Regions from separate parts of the Anser cygnoides genome. Here region 1 is linked to region 2. The links are chromatin contacts, called in public Hi-C maps. All regions are on one chromosome and are shown on one strand. The core of a region is the stretch at or near the end of the contact, and the rest is flanking DNA. Distances in the headings are between cores, read along the strand shown.

What was found. A called contact is a pair of places that touch in the nucleus more often than the background predicts.
Region 1: a Hi-C map of liver shows a contact between it and region 2, with 2.7 times the contacts expected there. The contact joins the promoter of COPS2 here to the enhancer-like site in region 2. A contact is called at or near these places in 2 of 7 Hi-C or Micro-C datasets (both in liver).

The regions. Positions count from the first base shown.
Region 1 is chr11:21,964,020-21,966,954 of Taihu_goose_T2T_genome, forward strand. COPS2 (COP9 signalosome subunit 2) reads right to left here and starts at 1,329. Exons shown (of 13, transcript XM_048052327.2): 1 at 999-1,329. The coding sequence starts at 1,106. It overlaps GALK2 (galactokinase 2), which reads left to right and starts at 1,872. Exons shown (of 9, transcript XM_048052336.2): 1 at 1,872-2,064. The coding sequence starts at 2,012.
Region 2 is chr11:21,910,013-21,912,911 of Taihu_goose_T2T_genome, forward strand. It overlaps SECISBP2L (SECIS binding protein 2 like), which reads right to left. Exons shown (of 18, transcript XM_048052322.2): 18 at 1-2,585. The coding sequence ends at 1,912. Among named protein-coding and RNA genes, the nearest start is that of SHC4, 8.8 kb to the left of the region's middle. Within about 2 kb of position 1,454, at least 1 of the 3 cell types and tissues checked has open chromatin away from gene starts, as enhancers often do. A contact at or near this core is called in liver, where this site is marked.

The DNA of each region.
Region 1 (2,935 bases), core at 79-2,578, 54 kb after region 2:
CTGCTGCTAATTGCAAGCAGCACTTACACTTTATTTTTACCTGCAAGAGCTCAGAGCAAAACCTGATGTGAAAACACACCTAGACACGCCACAGGAACCCCGAACCCTGCAACGCAGGTACCACAAGAGCAAAAACCTCGCTAACACCCGAAGCCCCAGCAGTTGAGCACGAGGACCGGGCTGCTGGGCCGTGTCCCCTCACTCCCCGCTCCCCTCCCCGCACTTTCCCTCCGTTCGCCGCCGCGGCCCGCAGGGGGCTGGCAGCTCCGTGCCCCGCGGGCAGCGAGCAGGGGCCGCAGCTGGCCGGGCCCGAAACCGGCCCGTTCGTCTGGGGAGGGGCGGCGGGAGCCCGGCGGGGCCTGCTCCGAGCGCAGCGCCCGCCCCCGGCAGCCGTGGGGCGGAGGAGGGCGCCCGGCGGCCCGGGGGGGCCCGGCCCAGGGCTGCGGCACCACGTGGCCGGCGCCGCGCCCCCCGCAGGCCGCCGCGGAGCCCCGCGCCCTACCAGGTCGTAGTCCTCCTCGTCGTCGCACATGAAATCATCCTCCATGTCAGACATCTTGGCCGCAGGATGGGCGGCGGGGGCCGGCTCAGGGAGGAGACGCCGGGGCCGGCCCCTTCTCCCACAACACCGCGCGGCACGGAAGCGCGCGGCCCCGGAACCCGCCGCCGCCCGCGCGCGGGGAGCCCGGAGCCCGATCGGCGCTGCACCGCCGCCGGGTTCCTGTCCCCGTCCGCCCCCCCCCCCCAGCGATCGGCCCTTAGCAAACGCGGCCCCCCCCCTGCGGCGCCGCCTCCTACCCGTACCGCACAGCGGGTCTGGGAGCCATGCCGCTTTGTGTCCCTGATGGGGAATTTGAAAAGTCCGGCCGCTGTGCTGCCGCAGCCCTACAGGCCTTAGCACGTCGTCCTGCCGTGTTCAGTGCCTCTGAGCACTTTCCTTGCGCTACCATTACCATATCCAAATATCACCCAACCACCCGCCCTAACAGGGTTTTTACCTGTGAAAAGCAGGGGCCCCGCAAGGTGCAGAGTCGCTGGCTTTCTAAAGACTTTAACAAAGTAATTGCTGCTGCCTTCAGGTGAATGAGGGGAAAAAGGCTGGACATGCAAGCGTTGCCCTCCCACACTGCGAGGCTGGTGGATCCTGCAAGCTCCTAGACAAGTTTGCAATATTTATTGTCTCCATTCTTTTCTGCGGGTCGTTTTATGTTACAGTTTTTGATCATTTTTTTCCTCTCCTGTGGCTACTTCTATTTCAATTCTGCCCCTGGGAAATTGCTTCAGAAAGGCATTAATCATAGAATGGAATATTACTATATTTTTCTTAGTCCAGGCATTTAAAACTTCCTGAGGTGATTATTAGCAGCCTTGAACAGCAAAATGGACAACAATGAGCTGGGCTTGTAAACACATTGGAAAAGCTCCAGCTCCTCAAAGTCACTGCTGCCATTAATCGTGAGGGATAATGGGATCTGTGAAGCTACTTGTTTGAGGGAAAGCAGCAAACCCACATGCCAGAAAACCCAAAGGAGAAAAATAATGCCGGGGGGAAGCACTGCTGATTGCCCTGCCATTGCATGACCGCGCTGCCTCAGTGCACCGTGCCGAGGGCAGCTCTGGCCTCAACACCCCGCACCGCGCTGGGGGCTGTTTTTGATCTTTGTTGCCAGCTAAATTCCGACAGGAACGAAGTAAAAGATCGCCTTCTGCACGCGTTGCAACAGCTTTTCAGCCACCTGCGGACCGCCTTGGGCCAGGAGCTGAGCGGCCCCGCCGCCGGGAGGGCTGCGGGGCGCCGACCCCCCGCGGCACCGGCCTGGGGGCTGCACGGAGGGGCCGGGACCGGGACCAGGACCGGAGCCGGAGCCGTGCCAGGGAGGAAGAGGAGGAGGAGGAGGAGGCCGTGCCGGCAGCCCCGCCACCCGGAAGGCTGGTGCCTGCCCGTCCCGTGACCGCGAGCCCGCCAAAGCCACCGCCCGCCTCCAGCAGGGGCCGGCGGGGGGGAGCCGCCATGGCGGGGGACGCCCCCAGCAGCCTCCCGGTGCAGTTGGTGGAGCAGCCCAGGTGGGTGCCTGCCTGGCTGGGTGAGTGGGGACGTGCCAGGGTGGCAGCACCCAGCCACCGCCCTGCAGCCGCCGTGGCAGCGGGGGGGGGTGGTGAGCAGGGGGGCTGGGGTGGGGGCGGGCCGGCCGTGTGAGGGACGGGTAGCCTGTGGGCGTCGTGGCCTGACCCGGCTCGGCTCGGCTCGGCTCCGACAGCAGGGGCCCCGTGGCCCCAGTGTGCCCCGGTCCCCCGCCGGCAAGCAGGGCGCGGCCCCCCGGTCCCCTCCCGAGGCAGCCGACGCAGCCCTGCTGCCCCTCGCCCAGTGCGGCGGGAGGAGGAATGGCGCCTTCAGTTCTCCCCCCGACGTTTTCTCTTCGCAGAGTTTTGGGGATATTCGGTTATCCTCTCGTCTTGTGGGCTGTAATGAATGGCCTTTGCGATTCGCTGGGACGACGTGTGCTCTTGCCCGCGGTGCTGCACCTGGTGTGTGGCAGTAGAACACGCGGACAGTTGAATGAGCCCTTTTACCCGTGTTAGCACTGGCAAGGGGCGTTTTCTAAATTTGTGATCCCCGCAGCAGAGTGCACTGTTTCAGTGTAAGTCACGTGGAAAGGACAAGCTCAGCTTTTCTAGATTTGGAGGTGAGAAGTTGCGAGGGATGCGTTTGCTTAACACTTCTGACAATCAGCTCTGATGTAGGTGCTTACATTGCAGCATGCGTGTTGAAACAAAAAGGCCAAAGCGTGTAAATAGCCTTTCATCAGTCTTGTTTGTAAAACCCACATTAAGAGATCAATCAGCACTTCGATAAACATGCCCCTATGACTGCTCTGTTTGTACTTAGTCTCTTGGTACTAGCACCACTATGAAATTATCTGTGAAACAAAGAAGC
Region 2 (2,899 bases), core at 204-2,703:
AACACCTATCATTTCCTAAAGCAAAAACTATTTCCAAACACACGGACAGTAGAAGTCTGCCATATGTACAGTAAAAGGTTTAACAATCAGGAGGCATCGATCCTTAGTCTTTGTTTTCCTACAAAACGCCTGTTCTAATATCTAGGAAGAGTACATTAAAGAACTAAGAACGTGACAGGACAGCCAGTTGTCCTAGCAGCTCTCTACACTGCTTATCTACATAGTCTTTGCTATGCCTTTATCTATCAAAACACTATTTACATAACACACGCAGTTTCTACTATTGTCATTAGCATCCAAAAAACCCAGGGCTAGATGATTTCTAAACCTGGAGTCTTATTTTCCCAGTGCAACCTAAAATGCCAGCATTGCTAATACTATAAGCGCTGGTCCCATGTTAATAAGTGTGGACTAAATATCTAACTAAGCTATCGATTTCTTGTGTTTTTCTTTCAGCCAACCCAAAGTATTTAAATGCATTTTGATACAAGTGATCAAGAGAAATGAAGTGGAATTAAAACACACGTTTGCTATAAAAGTGTATTTGTGTGAGTTACCCTTTGGCTCTTGTAGTGAAGCTCCTGCTGCTGGCAGTTTCAGTACATTTCTCACCAATATAAGACAAGGATGGAAAACAGATTCCTTGCATGCAAGGTTTAAATATACACTCAATCTGAAATCTGAAATCAATTAACCATCAGTTAACAGATTTTACTTCATATTCAGAATAAAATTAAGGAACAAGTCTGTAGCAACATGTATGTTTCAAGAGCGTGGGGGTCATTCCTTTTACCTCAGGACCACTGCAATACCTCCCCAAACTACAGGGCACTTCCCCCTTTCCTGGACAAACTACTTCCTTTTCTACTCTCGAGGTCAACTCCTAAGGCTGCTACAACTGAGAACAGACAAAAAGAGGTCACATTTTGAATAGAAATTGTTAAGATCCATCCTGAACTCAACATGAAGGTGACCAGGACCAAAGCATGCAGATGAACTTATCAAGAAATTGAGCCACTGTGTCATTTGCACTTGCTGTTAAATAATTACTCTTCCTTTTTGCAATGTTATAGATTACAATATGCAAAAAACAGCATTCCTGAGGTAAGTGACAGCAGAAAAAGGAAGTCATCAGTTTACTAAAAGTCCTGGATAGGGATTATGGTTAATGATTCACTTAGTGTGGTTTGGCAGGCAGCAACTGTGGAGAGCATGGGGAATTTGTTTTCTTTTCCTGCTTTTATGTAATATTTCCACTTTGTAAACAGACTAATAACAACAATAAATACGTAATACCCCTGGTATAGCTTATTGTAACAACTGCAACCATCTCAACTATCAGCAGCTTAAAAAAGCTGCATCTATCTTAGCATAAGAACCATGTACAGATTTCTCTATTTACTCTTCATGAAGACTGCAAACAGGGTTTTCCAGCTTTTTTTTTTTTTAAATGAAGATAACCAACACCTTACTTCTATTTCTAGACAGAACTAGAATAATCACAGCCAAATACATTGACATGCCTGGCATAACACCAATGTGAAGTGCTGGTAACTTGTCAGTCTTAAAATGTATGTTATCTGTTTGAAAATGAGCTAAATGGTCACATAAAATAATTTTGCTTAAAACTGGTCAGTTATAAAGTGTTTCCTTTTACAAAAGATTGAATGAATACTCACTGACAGATTTTCCACACAGTTTCTATTCTGGGAAATAGATACTGATTAAAAGCTAAGCTAGTTTTTAAATCAACCAAGTAATGGACAGCTACAAAAATATTGTGAATTAAATACACATTAAATGTTTAACAGTGCAAAACGTTGAGATGAAGCGTATGAAATAATGGCTGCAACTTTTACAACAATTAGTTTTAATATAATTTCTAAAAAGTTCCTGAGTTCCTGCTGATTTTTATGGCATGTAGATGGAATCTGTGTGTTCTTTATTCAAAGAAGTACAGATGGTGGGCTTATGTTGAGTGTTACTTGCATGCTTGTCATTTGTCCATTCCTCACCATCAACGACTGGATCAACCTGCTCAGAAGTCTCTATTTCCTCCTCCTCACTTTGTTCTGCATTGTCTTCTTCCGCGCCACTAAGGGTCTTCCCAAGCTGAAGGGTCTCCATAGTTCTCTGGGTCTCTGAAACCCAGGATTCAATTCTGCTATTAAGCTGAACTTCAACAGAAATCGGTTCATGGGCATAATCCTCATCATCTTCCTCATCTTCCTCGTCCTCCTCTTCTAGCATTCCTGGCACAAGAGTACTGGTGGTACTGGTCATGGAGGAATTCAAAAGATCTTGGCAGCTGCCATCCAGTGATCCTGTCTCTGTACTCTGCTGTGAGGCCCATTCCAGATTGTCATCTGGTTTCACCTCCTCCTTCTCACCTGGTATGGATTTTCCGTGATTTGTTGCTGAGGTAGTGCTGGATGTAGCCAGTGGTGGTTGTTTATTAAGGGTAGATTTTTCAGTTTGACCATTACCAGCTTTTTCTGGTACTGCAGCCTTGGATGAGGATTCTCTCTCATTTTCAGAGGTTTCTAACCCATCAGATGTTTCTACCATATTTCTCCAGTTTGTTTCTACAAGTTTCAAAAGAAATTTAGGTAGGAAACAGATTAATTCTTTCTGTATAAAAATATTTCTCCTCAACATCCTCAAATTGTTTAAATAGCAGTTGAAGGTAAATCACTTTAATATTGTTCTACACTTGCTATAACAATTTGAACTAGAAAATGGGGGAAGAAGAGGAAGGGAGAGAGAGAAAAAGAAAAGCTGTTTTGTTAATAGGATTTTAAGACACATTATGAAGTTGAAAGTTCGTGCACTTAGCTTTCTATGTAAACTCTGGAAGCGCTAAATATAACAGTGAGTATAATCAAAGAGGTAAGACTAA